2 separate regions of the Mus musculus genome follow, and region 2 is linked to region 1. A link is a contact called in public Hi-C data. All regions are on one chromosome and are shown on one strand. The core of a region is the stretch at or near the end of the contact, and the rest is flanking DNA. Distances in the headings are between cores, read along the strand shown.

Region 1 (7,661 bases), core at 3,165-5,664:
AAGTATTTTGACTTTAACAGGCATCTATTGCACTGAAGTTTCTTCTTGATTATTACCCATGGTATCCAGTCCATGGAAGAAAGTGACCTCTGAATGAGCATCTCTTCAGAGTAAGCTGGCATGGAACAATACCTGCAGACATTGTCTGATGCAGCCTGCTTTTTTCTTGCAGGCTGGTATGAAGGGGAACGACTTCGAGATGGAGAGAGGGGCTGGTTTCCAATGGAATGTGCCAAGGAGATAACATGTCAAGCTACTATTGATAAGAATGTGGAGAGGATGGGACGATTGCTAGGACTGGAAACCAACGTGTAACCTCTCAGATGGCCAATAGAATGGAGACTTAATATTACAGTTACTACAGTCTGCTTAATTAAAAGGATGGAAACACTTGCCTCTAAGCTTGCCAAGCCATTCTGCACTTTGGAAGAACAGCTACCAGATGCACTGAGTCCACAAAGCTCAGCTTTTGCATAATGATGCTCCTGAAAACATCTGCGTCCAAGGATGACAACAATTGTGGCTCCTACCATTTCCACTGTTTCCTAAGATGATGTATCTTGGCCTCTCTGTCCCCACTTCACTTAGACCATTGCTCTTCCGCATGAGTTTCTCCTTTGTATGGTCTCACAGCACCAGCAAGTTTGTCTTTGAGATTGTCCATTTTGTAAATACTTTTTGTGTCTTAGCCTAATGCTGTTAATTCCACAAGGAACTAATAGTAGTTCGGTAGGTGAGCTGTCATGTTTTGTAAACCTCTTTCTACGAAAGGGAAATTGACACTTGAACTCTGCCACCATTTTCCTTAATAGAAGGAAGGTGAGGCACCACCTAGTGAGGATTTTTAAAAATCCATCTCATTCAATATTGTTCTTAGATAACTACAGCATTGCAACCTTAAGCTACTAAAATGACATGGGATTTCCAGCTCACGTATGTGAGAACATCCTGAAGACAGGATATTATGGGTCAACTGCTAAAGAGCTGACATAAGATTGCTCTGCCTTCAGTAACACATGGTTCCTGACAGTTCTGCTTGTTTTCAATTGAAAATGGCTGGAACATACATTAACAATCTTCAGAAAGAGAAAATTAAGCTTAGATAGTATCAAGATACCAACAAGGTACTTGCTTGAAATATTTTGATGTTAGCAGGAATTCATTGCATTAAATACCTGGTAGATGGGTTTGGAGTCTCTCTTAGCTATGAGTTCCAAAAAGACATTATCTTCTGACTAGGACAAGGAGAGACAATGTAGTATACTACAGTTTATTAAAAGGTCATGAAGGTTTGAAAGACTGACATGGGAAATATTTTCATTGGTTGCTATAACCCCTCTATTCTGTATACCATGCAAAATCTATATAGATCTTATCAGCTGCCTCAGATCTTTGTCCCATATCCCTACTCCTGTCTAAACACACCCAAAGCATAAGATTCCAGAAGCCCAGTATGTAAGTGTGCTTGGCTCATACCCAGAAGCCCATCCACCTCAGCAGTAAACCAGAATAGGGCTCCCAGACACGTCTCACTTCTGGGATGCCTTTCCTTGCAAAAGACATTCCAGGCCCTGAGTCCTTGGAGGTATGAGTAAGTACATGAATGAAGCAATAGCAGTAGTCCACAGCAAGAGATGTCCCAGGATTATAAAACAGGAAATCTGTCTCCTCTTCAATGTCACAAACTTTTTAGAAGTACTAACATGTTGTAGTTTAATTTCATGTTTTACTTGAAGCAGAAGGTGTTGCTTGAAAGAGGAGTCATTTTGTATTATTTTTTTGCTAATACCCATTTGGAGCTATAAAGTAATACTATGATCCTGTGAATTAATTTATAAGTGTTAAACAGTGTGGAAATATGCATCCTTTAAATCAAGCAGCTGAACACTTACTAAAGTGTTCCTGTATAGCAGGTATTTAATGGTCACAGTTGTTTCACTTCAACTGTGATTGTTTTTAACATTTTTTAATGCCTTCTTTGAAATGTACAGTGTGACTTCACTCCTGCAAAACCAGAAATGTTACTTTTGTTCCAATAAATTGAAACTGCTTGTACACTTTCAACAAAGCTTGTGAATTTATAAAGACTTTATAACTTCTTTCTGTGCTGGTGTAATTTGATTTACTCGTGGTATGGAGTTTGTGGCTTGGGGGATTTGTGGTTAAATAAAAGCTATACTGAAGTTACCTATAGCTAGCATTATAGAAGACTCATCTTGTCTCGGGTGTGTGTTGGCATCAGCTACCCTAGGAAACAGGTGCTTTTCTACTGTTTCTGTGCTTATGCAATTTTATCACCTAGTAAATCATGGTAGAAGAAAAACCCCATACCCTTCTATATCAGTTTCCCATTGCTGTATAAGATTGCCATAAAATGAGTGACTGGAAGCAATACTCAGTGTCTGTGTAGAATCTTACATTTGAAAAGTCAGAAGTCCCAGGTACCTGGCTGCAAGTGTTACATTATCCTTCAGTCATCAAGGCAGCAATAGAATGCTTATTACTAGGACTTGGAATTTAACTCCCTGTTCATGCTGTCCAAGGGAGAAAACGCCCCTTTGAAGGATTCATGATTAAATTAGGCTCATGGAATAATTTCAACTCAAGATGATTAGCTTTTTGTTGTTGTTGTTGTTTTAAGTAGGCTAATGAATGTTTCAGAAGTAATTTTATTCTTTGGTTAGATCTGTACATTTCCTTGGCTGTGCAACGTAAAATAAAACAACTGGGAGGTGGAGGTTAGCAGAGCTATCTTACAATTCTGCTTTCAGCAGCCACCATAAAACCTTAAAATGCTAGATACTTCCAACTTTATAACAGCAAATGCCCTTCGGATCTTTTTGTACTATAATTCAATAGTCTAAGACATCTTTGCTATCTTTCTACTCTGCTTGCCTGGGATGAAGAGCGATGGGCATACCATTTCTAGTAAGTAGCAGAATACGTTATCCTGTGCTCCCTTGGTCCAGAGCTCTGGGAGGCCACAGAAAAGCTCAGCTCCTTTGATTTGCAGTTTAAGAATGCAAGTCAGAGTGTAGTATGTGCAACTTTTGTGGGTCGAGTCCCTTGTCCCTCAGGAGCTTACTCTGGAATGAATGGGAATATGGTCCTGAAAGACAAGGTTTGCTCAATGGACTCTTAACATTAGCAGAAGAAAACCAAAACCTCATTGGTGCAAACAAATACCACCTGAACTCAGTTATTTCTATAAGCAAGTGGCCATAGGTACAGCAAAGACTCAGAGAGAGAGAGGACACTGACAAAATAACCAACCCAGAGACACTGAATCCTAAAACAATCAGGTTACAGGAATATTCATGAATGTTATTTGTGGAGGTAATGCCACACTTTAAAATGGAAACTGGTAACTACAGAAATTTAAACAAAACTAAAACAACTAGAAATTATATAGTTAACCATGAGATTAGACAGTTAAACAAGATCCCAAGGAAATTGGAAGAGAAGCTAGAGGAAACTATTAAAAAAAAAAAAATCACAGAGGAAGTAACCATGGAGATTATAAAGACTTAAATGGAGTCCTAGAGGAAGGGAATATTGCCACAGGAGATGAAGGAGGTGATTCAACCAGTTTAGGAAGTAAGCTGTACTAGGAAGGGAGAGTGATCTTGGGCAGAGGGGTTCCTTCCAGCTGAGTACATTTCCTGCAGACACAGAAACAGGATAAATACTCAGCATCTACATGTATATCAGCATTAAGTAAGCGAACCTTAAGATAAAAGGTCTGAATAAAGATAATGCCTGCATGCTAATGGAAGGTTAAATCTGTGCTTACAAGTAGACATCTGCATTAACTTAGACCCAAAAGTAAAATGCAAAGCTTTTTACTTCTTCAGATACCAGAGGAAAGAGTAGGTGACCTTGGTTTTGGTGATGAAGACAACATCAAAGGTTTAATCAACAGAAGAAAACTTGGTAAACTTGGCTTTATCAGAATTTCCCTAAAAAGCCTCAGAGAGTGAGAAAGTTTTGCAAGTCTATCATGGATAAAGGAAAAGACTCCTAATGACATTCTGCTACACTCATAGATCAGTGCCTTGTTCATCCATCATCAGAGAAGCTTCCTTGTGCAGCAGATGGGAACAATGAGAGAGACCGACAGCCAGACATTAGGCAGACAGTGAGAGACCTTGGAACACTCAGTCCTAAATGGGATATCTCTTTCCCTCAGAGCTCAGGGAACCCCACAAAAGATAAGGCAGGAAGTGTGTAAGAGCCAGAAGGGATGGAGGACACCAAGGAAACTGTAAAGTCCAGTCAACTCCTTTTTGGAGAAAGCCCGTTTTGTGAGAGACCAATTCCAGGAAGAAAATCAGAGAGTCCACCTGAGCAAACATCCTATGGCAACCCACTTAGCAACAACCAGTCAGGCTGCAATAGCAGGACCAAGGTACATTGAGATAACCTAAGATATCCTGCAGAGGATAGATAACCTGACCATCATGTTTGGTTCCTGTAGATTACACCAGAAATGCAGTGTTTAAAATAGGAACTTGCTGACCCGTATGGAAATTCCCCAACCAAAAGCCTGAACCTCTAGACTCAGGGTTCACTCTGACCCACTGCAACAGGGACAGTGGGAGACCTTGCTGTAGGGCTCGTAATAAAGACCCTTACATGTTTTACACCAGAATTGGCTCCTTGGTAGTCTTTGGGTACATGCAACTTGCGAATAACAGAAACAAGGCCCTCAAAATCAACATAAAGCTCATATAAACTCAGGCTGAAGCAGCAAGTTCGAGGTTTTACTCGGTAGGTCCTTTACATAGATAAACATCCAGTTTAGTGTTTTGATGGAATTCCTGAATGTGAATGAGTGGGTCTCTGATTCTTGCTCTTTTTCTTCTGTTGGTTTGTCTTGTCTAACTTCCATGTGATAGTTTTTAGCTTATATTGTCGTATTTTTTAAATGAATGAATGACTGAAAGAAAACCTACTCACTAGGGTAGAAATTTACAACTGAACTGTCTCTTATACCTGCTGGCAGGGGGAAAAATATCAGTTTTCTCCAATGGAATGATACCAGATATATCAGCCTCTCCAGGACAGGCCTCATGTTCAGAAGTACTTGACCAGCATAATGGACTGCACAGCTTGTGTTAGTTTGGTGGAGTTTTGGGTTTTTTGTTTGTTTGTTGTTTTGTTTTTTGGTGGTGGGGTGTTCTTGGCTTTTGGGGTTGGTTCTTTGTTGTTGTACTGGGTTTTTGTTTCTTGTTTGTTTGGAGAAAGTTCAGTGGGCGAGAAGGGAGAGAGGAGCTGGAAGGTTTTGAGGGAGGTGAAGAATATGGTCAAAGTATATTTAAAATAAAAAATTGTTTTAGTAAATGAAATATAATGAGTTGTTCATTCCAATTTGTACCAGGAACTTTTAAATTTTAACTCAAAGTCCAGGAATGATTTTAATTTTATACAACACAAAAGATCTGGGTAGCTCACCAGAGCACACACACAGAACACACAAACCTAGGGGGAAAAAAATCAACTCTTGGATGTCAGAGCTATAGACCAAATATCCTTAGGCACACTCAAACAGCTAGAAGGGGACAGCATGGTTAGCACAGCTGTATAAATCTATAATCCCAATCTCAACACAGGAGAAGCAGACCTCTGAGTTCCAAGCCTGCCAGGTCAATATAATGAGACCCTGTTAACAAAGGACCTAAGCAAAATACTGAAAGGTAAGACCCTAATAACCCAAGACCTTCATGAGGGAACGAAACAGGAAATCTTACTGCTAGGTGAAATGCAGTAAGGCCTTGGGAAGGCAATCTGGCAGTTTCTGCCACATAATCCCTACCACAATCACAGGCCTTGCTTGGGTTTATCCAAGTGAGTTAAAAACAGGACCATACACATAAAATGTGCATAAATGTTTACAGCAGCTGTTTTCATATCACTTAAACTTAGAAATAACAAAGATGGCCTTCAGTAAGTGAATGGATAAACTGTGTATACATCCAACCATTTTTATCTTAAAATCAAAGTAAAACAATTGGCTTCTAACAACTGAAAATAAATCAAGAGAAAAGTGTATTCAAAGAGATTGATTGGAAACTATGGCAAAGAATAAAGAAATATGGAAAATAGAGTTGACCCTTTAACGCTACTGTGCTGAATAGTTTTATGTCAACTTGACAAAAGTTAAAGAGTTATCTCAAAGGAAGAAACCTAAATTGAGAAACATGCTTCCATAAGATCCAGCTGTAAGGAATTTTAACTGGTGATTGATGGAGAAGAGCCTAGCCCATTTCGGGTGCCTGGGCTGTTGGTCCTGCATTCTAGAAGGAAGCAGAACAAGCTAGCCGTGATGAGCTAGACAGTAAGCTCCACACCCCCTTCCCTAGCTCCTGCCTCCAGGTTCCTGCTCTATTTGAATTCCTGTCCTAAATTCCTTTAAAGACTACTATAACGTGGAAGTCTAAGCCAAATAAAAAATAAACCCTTTCCTTCCCAACTTGCTTTTGTCATAGTGTTTCATCCCAGTTATAGAAACCCTAAGACAACCACCACCATGCAACCTCTACAGTTGAAGAGGTCCTTAACCACTAATGGTCTAGGTGCTCTGGAAGCAAGCTCATCACAAGAGCAACGAAGAAATGACTGAAAGGTTACTATAGTATGGTTTACTATACTAACATGATCCTACCAGTTTTAGATTTAATGCTATACCTTTCTCTGTACCCTGCCACCTTAGTCTAAGTTTTGTTAAGTTTCAACTTTTGTAACAGATTTGTATATATTTTGATAATACTTATATATATTATGTATATATAATATTTGTATATATTATGGATATCCATTGCATGAACTGGCAGACCTTTTTTATTAAATTTTCGATTGTTCTAATCATAAACAATGCAATCATTTCAAATTACTGCAAATCTTCCTGATCTCCGAGCTCCCCTAAAATGTTCCAGTTGGCAACTACAGGAAGAATGCTGGAAAAAGTCCCAGAGAATTCTACTGCATTAAAGCTCTAGGGATCAACTCTCACCTATCTATGAGGCCTGTTTTCAGAAAGAAAGCCACTCATTCGGTCTTAAAACTCTGACTTGAAAATTTCCATCACGTGTCAAATTTAAGAACTAGAAGGAAAGTGAGAATTTAAGACTTGCCCTCGTTCAGCAGGGTTGGCTGCACCCCATTCACTATGCGCTAGTTCTGTAATGCTTCCAAAAGCTGCTGTTCTCACGGTATTCTCAACACCCAGACTGTATCTCACACCTATCCTTTACCTCACGGTTGGTGCCACTTTCTTCTGGCATTTCCTTTTCCACATGAAAAGATCCATCTTCCTCTAGGTCAAGAAACCGGCACTATCAGCATGCCCATCTAAAACCAATAATCTTCTCCCCAGACAGGAACCGTTTTCAACCCATCATTTGACATGAGGTGAAGAATCAGTACTCTATGTACAAGACAACTAAGCAAAGTAGCAACTAGTCACCTGGAAAGATGCTCACTGCTAATCTTAGAAGCAAAAATTAAGACAAAAATGAAATAGAACATTTAACTATATGTTAAACATCAAACTAGAAACCAATAAAAATACCAAATATTAATCATGATTGACAATGGGCAAGCAAAAGTGGCATAGCCACTTGAGGAAAGGTTGGTAGTTTAAAGACACACTTTACCAGGAG
Region 2 (7,661 bases), core at 1,917-4,416, 43 kb after region 1:
TCAAGAAGGAAAAAGTCCACATATTAATTGAAAGATAAAATAGTTTAAAAAGAGAATAAAGAAACCTTAGGAATTACGGATTATTTAAGTGGAACTTAGGTAGATGGTATATGGACTGTGCTTTTATGTCCCTGTGGTAGTCAAGGTTAAAAGAGGACCTTTTTAAGTCAATTAAAGCAATGATGAGATTTTCCTAATTGTACTAATCATTAACAGAAACCTGAATCTGGATCTCTACAGATTTTGTAGAGAAGCTATGCCCATCCTATAATGAATGGTAGAACCTCTCACAATATCTGGCGCTCAAGGCCCAAACAGAAAATCAGCAGTCATTAATGCCCAACCTCTCCACCAAACATACAAAGTGAAATCATCCCCGCCGTTTCGTTTCCCCAGGCCTAAAGCTATGTTCTAGTTTTCAGCATCACCAGCAAACCTACTGGCAAGTGCTCCATTTCCTCGTCTCCAGAATTCGACTGCCTGCCACTATCAATTTCCATGCCCTTCTCCCCACCTCTGGGTATTCCACCCTTGAATTTTCTCCCCGGTCTTCTCTTCCTCTAATTATGTGTTGCCCACTTTACAGCTGGAATGACCTACATGGCGAGTAACGCTGGCATCATGTGTAAGTCTGTTAGAGAAGTAGACTCTCTGGCTCTGTCCGGTCATTTACTTTAACTAGGTGCCAGGTGAATCCTATGCATATTCAAGTTGGAGAAACAAGATAGGTCTACTTCAGAACTAGGCCATTCTTTTCATTATGTACCCTCATTTCAATAGTATCCACGGGCCCTTGCAATGCCAAATGCTAAATCTAGTGAAGATGTTTCTAGGTCATCGTCTCTCATAGACCCCTTAATGTCAAACGACCCTTTCACAGGAGTCTCGTAAGCCCACTGGAAAACACAGACATTTACATTACACTTATAAGAAGAGCAAAAAAAAAAAATTACAAAACAGCAACCAAATAAATTTAAGGCATGTGTGTATGGGGGTGGGGGGTGTCACCAAAACATGAGGAACTGTATTAAAAGGTCACAGAATTAGAAAGGCTGCGAAGCCTTGCTCATCCAGAAGCCCTCACTTGTAGCCCAGTAACGGCTAACTATCTCTATCTTTTAAGATCCTTTCATTTGACTAGAAAGCCCATATCCTCCTATTTAGTAACATAGCATTCTGTCTATGGCCCTTAGCACACATCATCTCTATAAATTAGGTACTATAATAGTAAGTTTGCCATACACATATATGGAAAGAACTATGAGGACCCACTGGAGTATTTTCATCTGCAAGCATGAGGCTTGTTTGAATGTAAAAGCGATGGAAATTCTAGGATAAAAATCTTATCAAGCCAAAAGTGCTGAAAAGAATTATACCAATTGAAAACCATGTTTAGAGATAATTCAAAGACTCGTTTTAGAGAGGAAAATGGTAAAAAAAAAAAAAAAAAAGTAATAAGGAGCAGAAATCATAAATGATTACATCAGCCTCAGAGCTTGAGCTGGGAAAAATCAACCCAAGGAGGGTTACAGGTTACAGCCAGATCACATGGTTCCCAGGCAACACCAATGAGAGGCAGAAGCTGCATGGCTTCAATAAACAAGTTGGGAAGTAAAGAATAAAATGATCTAAAGACCACTTAAGGAATCACGTTTTAAGAGACCACAATGGGACTGGGGTGGGCGGCTATAATTCAAATAACAAGTTAAGAGGTCTGACCCATACTTGCTGCAGAGATAAGCAAGAAAGCAGAGCAAACAGATTTCCCAAAATGAAAAGAGAAAAATCAATGCTCACTTCCACATGGCAGGTGAATAAACAACACTGGCATTTGCTAAAGTGGAAGTTTGGGGATGGGACTGGGATCAAGGGGTCAACTAATAAAAAAAGCCTAGCCCTGAGGTGTGCACATATGAAATCCCAGCACTGGGAATGAAAAGAGGACTAGGAGTACAAGGTCAGCCTGCACTATGTAGCATCAATATCCAGGGCACAAGTTACGTGTGTCCTGTGTATATCTGGAAAGATCCGCTTATTGAACTTATTTGTTTAGGTATTTCTTTCCCCCTATTAGAATGCAAAGGTCTTTAGCATTCAAAAAAGCATGTATGAAACAGTGTCCAAACACTTAAAGATTCTGCGCAATGATGGAGTTACTTAGACCAGGTCACTCAAAAACCATTATGTTTGCTGGGTTGGTGGTGCACACCTCTAATCTCGGAGGTAGGTGGATCTCTGTGTGTTCAGGGCCAACCTGATTTACAGAGCAGGTTCAGAACAGCCAAGGCTACACAAACCCTGTCTCAGGTAAAACAAAACAAAACAAAACAAAACAAAACAAAACAGACAACAAAAACACGATGCTTCCTATACTACAGGTCTTCAAGATACAAACCAAACTGACAATTTCCTGATGAAATTAGCCAAATACTTCTCTACAGCGTCTTCCTTTCAATAAGTCTTAAAAGAGGCGCTGCTAGTCAACAGAAAATTCAGAACAGAAAGGGAGAAAAAAAAAAAAAAAAAGACCAGCATATGACTCACTTTAATGCTAATACTATTACCTAAACTACTTTTTTCTCCAAGATCTACACACTTAAGACAGTGTTTTAATGCTTTTGTTGGCTGCTTCGGGGAAAAAACTTAAAGGTGACAGCAAGCATTCTAAATGATTGCATCCCCTAATAAGAGTCGGCTTGGCTAGAGTCTGAATTTAGCATTCACCCTCAGTTCAGTTCTCAAGTCCGTAAACAGAGCATGCATCGGCTGCAGCAGTGATGGCTTGGGATGGAGGCGCAACCCATCGGGTGACCCGTTACCCGGGGCTCGACAGAGGTTGCATCGAGCTCGAGCAAACGCCAGGGAGAGCAAACGCGTCCTGACGAGACCTCCATACCTCCTGCCTCTCAGCCTCCTTGTTCTTCTGCGTCTGCTTCTTGGCGTACCACAGGCCGATCTCGCGACCCTTAAGGTGTGCGGGATGCCGGCCCCGGCCGCCGCGGCCCCCTCCGCCGCCGCCCGAGCCCCGGCTCCCTCCGCCGCCGCCGCCGCTGGAGCCCTGGCCGGAGCCCCGTGGGCCCCCATCGCGGCTCCAGCTCTGATGATAGTCGTAGCTCATTGTCGGAGCCGACTAGCAGCTCTGCCAAAACTCAACCGCTGAAAATGGCGTCCGGGCCCGGAAGCGGGCGCACATTCCCCTCTGCTTTGCTTCCGGCGCCCAGCGCGAGAGGGCGGGACGTTGAGTGTCACAAGCAGACATTTCCGGTGACGTCACGGACGGCGCCAGCGGTGTGAGCCGCGGTTCGTGTTCTGGCCAGAAACTTAGCTCCTGGGTGGGCGTCCTTCGGATGGCGGGGAATTTAAACTAGCCTGAGAAAATGTGGAAATTTGAGTGAATTTTAATTACTTTGTTAAACCTAGAACTTATTTGCAAAGCCATGCAAATACATACCCAACAAAACCATCGACCATTGTGTACTCTGTCCTCAAAGACCAAAGAAGTTCTTATTTCTTAGAAAACGCCTGGCACCTCTTTCAGTCAAATATACGCACCCAAATACCTTCTTTAAAGACTCTCTAATACTAGGCTTGGAGAGACGGCTCAGCCGTTAAGAGCACTGACTGCTCCTCCTAGAAGTCATGAGTTCAATTCCTAGCAACCACATGGTTGCTCACAACCATCCATAATCAAATCCCATACCCTCTTTTGGTGTGTCTGAAAACAGCTATAGTAAACTCATATACATAAAATAAATAAATCTTAAAAAAAAAAAAAAACTTTAATCCTGGAACTTGGGTGTCAGCTCAATTGATAAGAGTGCTTGCCTGGCATGGTTTTAATCCCAAACAGTATAAACGGTGTTGTGGTGCAGGTATGCAATCTCAGCAAACAGCAGATGGAAGATGATAAATCAGAATTTGACCCTTAGCTGTATAATGAGTTTGAGGCTGTCATAGGTTACTTGTATCTAATCTGGCAGTTCCTCAGAAAATTAGAAATAGTTCTACCTGAAGACCCAACTATACCACTCTTGTGAATATATGAGAAGATGTCCTACCATACCACAAGGACATGTGCTCCACTATGTTCATAACAGCCTTATATGTAATTGCCAGAAGCTGGAAACAACCAAAGAATGGATACAGAAAATGTGGTTCATTTACTCAGTGGAATACTATTCAGCTATTAAAAATGAGGACATCATGAATTTTGCATGCAAATGAATGGAACAAGAAAATATCCTGATCATCGAAGTAATCCAGACCCAAATGGACATGCATGGTACGTACTCAATGATAAGTGGATATTAACTAAAAAAGTACAGAATACCTAGGATACAATCCACAGTACTTAAAGTTTAACAAGCAGAAAGGCTCAAATGAGGATGCTTCAATCCCACTTAGAAGGGGGAAGAAAATAATCATGGGGGCAGAGGGATGGAGGTAGCCGAATGGAAGGGGGAGGGGAAAATGAAACAGGATAAAGTATTGGGTGGGTGAGCAGGAGAGAAGCCCAGAGGGCCAGGAGAATGAATGGAAATAAGCAGCCAAGGGGATGGGAGGGGCGCGGGGGTCTCTAGAAAGTACTAAAGTACTAGAGACCGGGGAGGTGAGAGACTCTCAGGACTCAATGTGGGTGACCTTAGCCAAAATGCCCAAAAGTGAGGAGAGGGAACTTAAAGAGACTACTACCTCCAGTAGATAGACAGGGTCTCAAGAAGAGGGACTGGGTTACTAACCCACAGTTAAATTTTCTGACCCAGATTTGTTCCTGCCTAAAGGAACTGCAGGGACAAAAATGGATAAGAGACAAAAGGAAAGTCAGTCCAATGACCGTCCCAACTTGGGCTCCAAGCAACAAGGCCTGACACTATTTCTGATCTATGATGTGCTTACAGACAGGAGCCTGGCATGATTATCTTCTGAGAGGCCTTACCAGCAGTGAACTGAGACAAACACAGATACTTACACCTAACATTGAACTGAAGTTGAGGACCCTTGTGGTTGAATTAGAAGAAGGACTGAAGAAGATGAAGACAGGATGGCCCCATAGGAAGAACAGCAGTCTCAACTAACCTGGACCCAGGGAGCTCCCAGAGACTGAGCCACCAACCAGGAGCATACATGGGCCAAGCACAGGCCCCTGGCACAGATATAGCAGAGGTCTGCCTGGTTTGGCTTCAGTGAGAGTTGTGCTTAATCCTCCAGAGACTTGAGACCCCAGGGAAGTGGGTAGTCTTGAGGGGACTGTCCTCTTGGAGGCAAGGGAAAGGAGGAATGGGATGAAGAACTGTGGGAGAGGGGAAGCAGGAGGGGAGGCGATGACTGGAATGTAAATAAATAAAAAAAATAATCTTTACTTTACTTTATCTTTAATAATCTTTACTTTACTTTTACTTTAATCTTTACTTTTACTTTACTTTATTTAAAAATAATCTTTACTTACTTATCATATCTAATAGCATAAAATAGGTATATGTTCCAGAATTCAAGGCAGGACACTTGAGAAATATAAAGCACAGTTTAAGATTCACACACTGATTTGAAGCCATGTGCTGATTATTAACAAGACTAGTCAGTGCCTTGTGCCACCTGTTATAAAGCAATTGAGTGATTTAACCGCTTGGTTTTAATTTTCACCAAAGGTTTTTATTTAGACATCTGATTTAAAGGTGATGGAGATGCTTGACCAACAACAAAAGCAAAAGCTACAAAAAAACGGCAGATAGAAGGGTTTTTGTTGTTGTTGTTGTTGTTATTGTTGTTGTTGGTTTTTCTGTGACAAGGTTTCTCTGTATAGCCCTGGCTGTCCTGGAACTCACTCTGTAGACCAGGCTGGCCTTGAACTCAGAAATCTGCCTGCCCCTGCCTCCCAAGTGCTGGGAACAAAGACGTGCACCACCACTGCCTGGCCAGATAGGAGTTTTTAAGTGCTTGGTGTTTTGTTTGTTTGTTTGTTTGTTTGTTTGTTTGTTTGTTTTGTAAAGAAAAATAAAGGTATGTGTATGGATATTGCTATTAGGCCAGGAAGTGATCCAAATTAATCCACTGTGACCTAAAAGTGTTTTGAGTAAATGCATCTGAGTTTTTGAAATCTTTATTATGTAAAGGCAGACAGAGTCTCCCCAAAATTTTTGATCCTAATCTTGCTAGGAGAGTCAGGGAAGACTGGATCTTCACTGGAGACTAGAAGTTAGCACCATGCCTACAAAACGTGCACATCTCCTGTCTATTCCAAGGATGTCCTCATCATCTCCATTTTCTCCATAGATGTCCTTCTTCTTCTTCTCCCTTACCTTGCTCACTTAAAATTGTGAGTATGCAATCCTGTCTTCTGTCTTTACTTCCATAGTTTTGGCTATTGGTGGTCAATTATAGACCCCAAACAGTTAAGTACAAAACTCCCAGTGAATTCCTATGTTTTAAATTGTGTGCTGTTCTACTTAGTGGGATGAAATTCCATGATTGATCCTCTGTGTTCTGAGTGGCACCTGAATTATCCCTTTGTCCATTTTATCTATGTTCTGTTGGCCCCAGTTTCCTAATCTAAAGTTGTAACCCCATCTGAGGTCACGTAACTGAATGTCAGTGCTAAGAAATTTTTGGCAACAAAGTAAGTTTTCTGAACAAGCAATTAATTCAAAACCATGCATGTTAATTAAGGCAAGGTGTTTTTGTTACACCAGCCAGTGTTCCACTACAGTTTTGATTTGCAGTATCAACATGCATACAATGTGATGTGCATGCAGTCACTGTGCACATTATAAAGTAATAAGGTGATGGAATCACTTGGTTTTAATTTTCACCAAAGGTATGCTATGAGCTTCAGTGTTCTTAAAAATACATAAAAGCATACAGCTATTACAGAGAAATAATGGTTTAGCTATGGAAAACCAACACTTGCTATTTTTACTCCTTAACATTTAGTACTAAATTTTTATATCTTTAGACTATAATACGTTAGAATATTTGATTTTTAGATTTTCTGTTTGAATTGCTGATCTGAGTTTTATTTTAAAAATTGTTGAATGGTTTTGCCTTGGGGTGGCATAGAATTCCCAACAATTTTGGAAATAATCCTAAATATAGTTATTCCATTTTGTATTTATGTGAAATGTTGTTTATAAAGTCAACATATTGGTAACTCTGGAAAACACTGAAAATGCTATATGATCTGCGTGAAGATTTAATTATTTGTGTAAAAATAAACCAACACATCTTTCACATTAGTACACGAATTTGCTTTTGTCTTTAATAAAGGGTAAACATATCATGTATTACAAAGAACTGACTGTTTTGTTTGATTTTCTTGAGACAATGTTTCACATAGCTCAGCCTTATCTGGATCTTGGCACAAATGGAGAATGTAGTTAAACTCTTGATCCTCCTGCCCTCCCCTCCAATGTGTTACAATCACCCCTCTGAGTCACCACTCCCAAATCAAGGGATTTTTAAAAACTTTATTTATTTATTTATCTATCTATCTATCTATCTATCTATCTATCTATTTATTTATTTATTTATTTATTTATTTAATGCATATAAGCAGATGCACCAAAGAGGGCTCCAGACCCCACTACTGATGGTTTTGAGTCACCATGTCGTTGCTGGGACTTGAACGCAGGACCTCTGGAAGAGCAGTTGGTGCTCTTAGCCGCTGA

The links. A called contact is a pair of places that touch in the nucleus more often than the background predicts.
Region 2: a contact with region 1 is called in a Hi-C map of the G1E-ER4 cell line, with 3 times the contacts expected there. The contact joins the promoter of Dhx36 here to the enhancer-like site in region 1. A contact is called at or near these places in 3 of 39 promoter capture datasets (the C10 cell line, embryonic stem cells and hippocampal neurons), 1 of 15 datasets of contacts at CTCF or cohesin (CD8 T cells), 105 of 484 Hi-C or Micro-C datasets (the AML12 cell line, the AtT-20 cell line, B cells and 57 more), 9 of 115 datasets of contacts at active chromatin or transcription factors (the SCID.adh cell line, embryonic stem cells, epiblast stem cells and 3 more) and 4 of 9 other capture datasets (adipose tissue, embryonic stem cells, liver and 1 more).

The regions. Positions count from the first base shown.
Region 1 is chr3:62,460,032-62,467,692 of GRCm38.p6, forward strand. Arhgef26 (Rho guanine nucleotide exchange factor (GEF) 26) reads left to right here. Exons shown (of 14, transcript NM_001081295.1): 14 at 173-2,190. The coding sequence ends at 315. Among named protein-coding and RNA genes, the nearest start is that of Dhx36, 43 kb to the right of the region's middle. Within about 2 kb of position 4,415, at least 6 of the 459 cell types and tissues checked have an H3K27ac peak or open chromatin away from gene starts, as enhancers often do. A contact at or near this core is called in the G1E-ER4 cell line, extraembryonic ectoderm and intestinal villus epithelium, where this site is marked.
Region 2 is chr3:62,503,822-62,511,482 of GRCm38.p6, forward strand. Dhx36 (DEAH (Asp-Glu-Ala-His) box polypeptide 36) reads right to left here and starts at 3,167. Exons shown (of 25, transcript NM_028136.2): 1 at 2,897-3,167. The coding sequence starts at 3,118.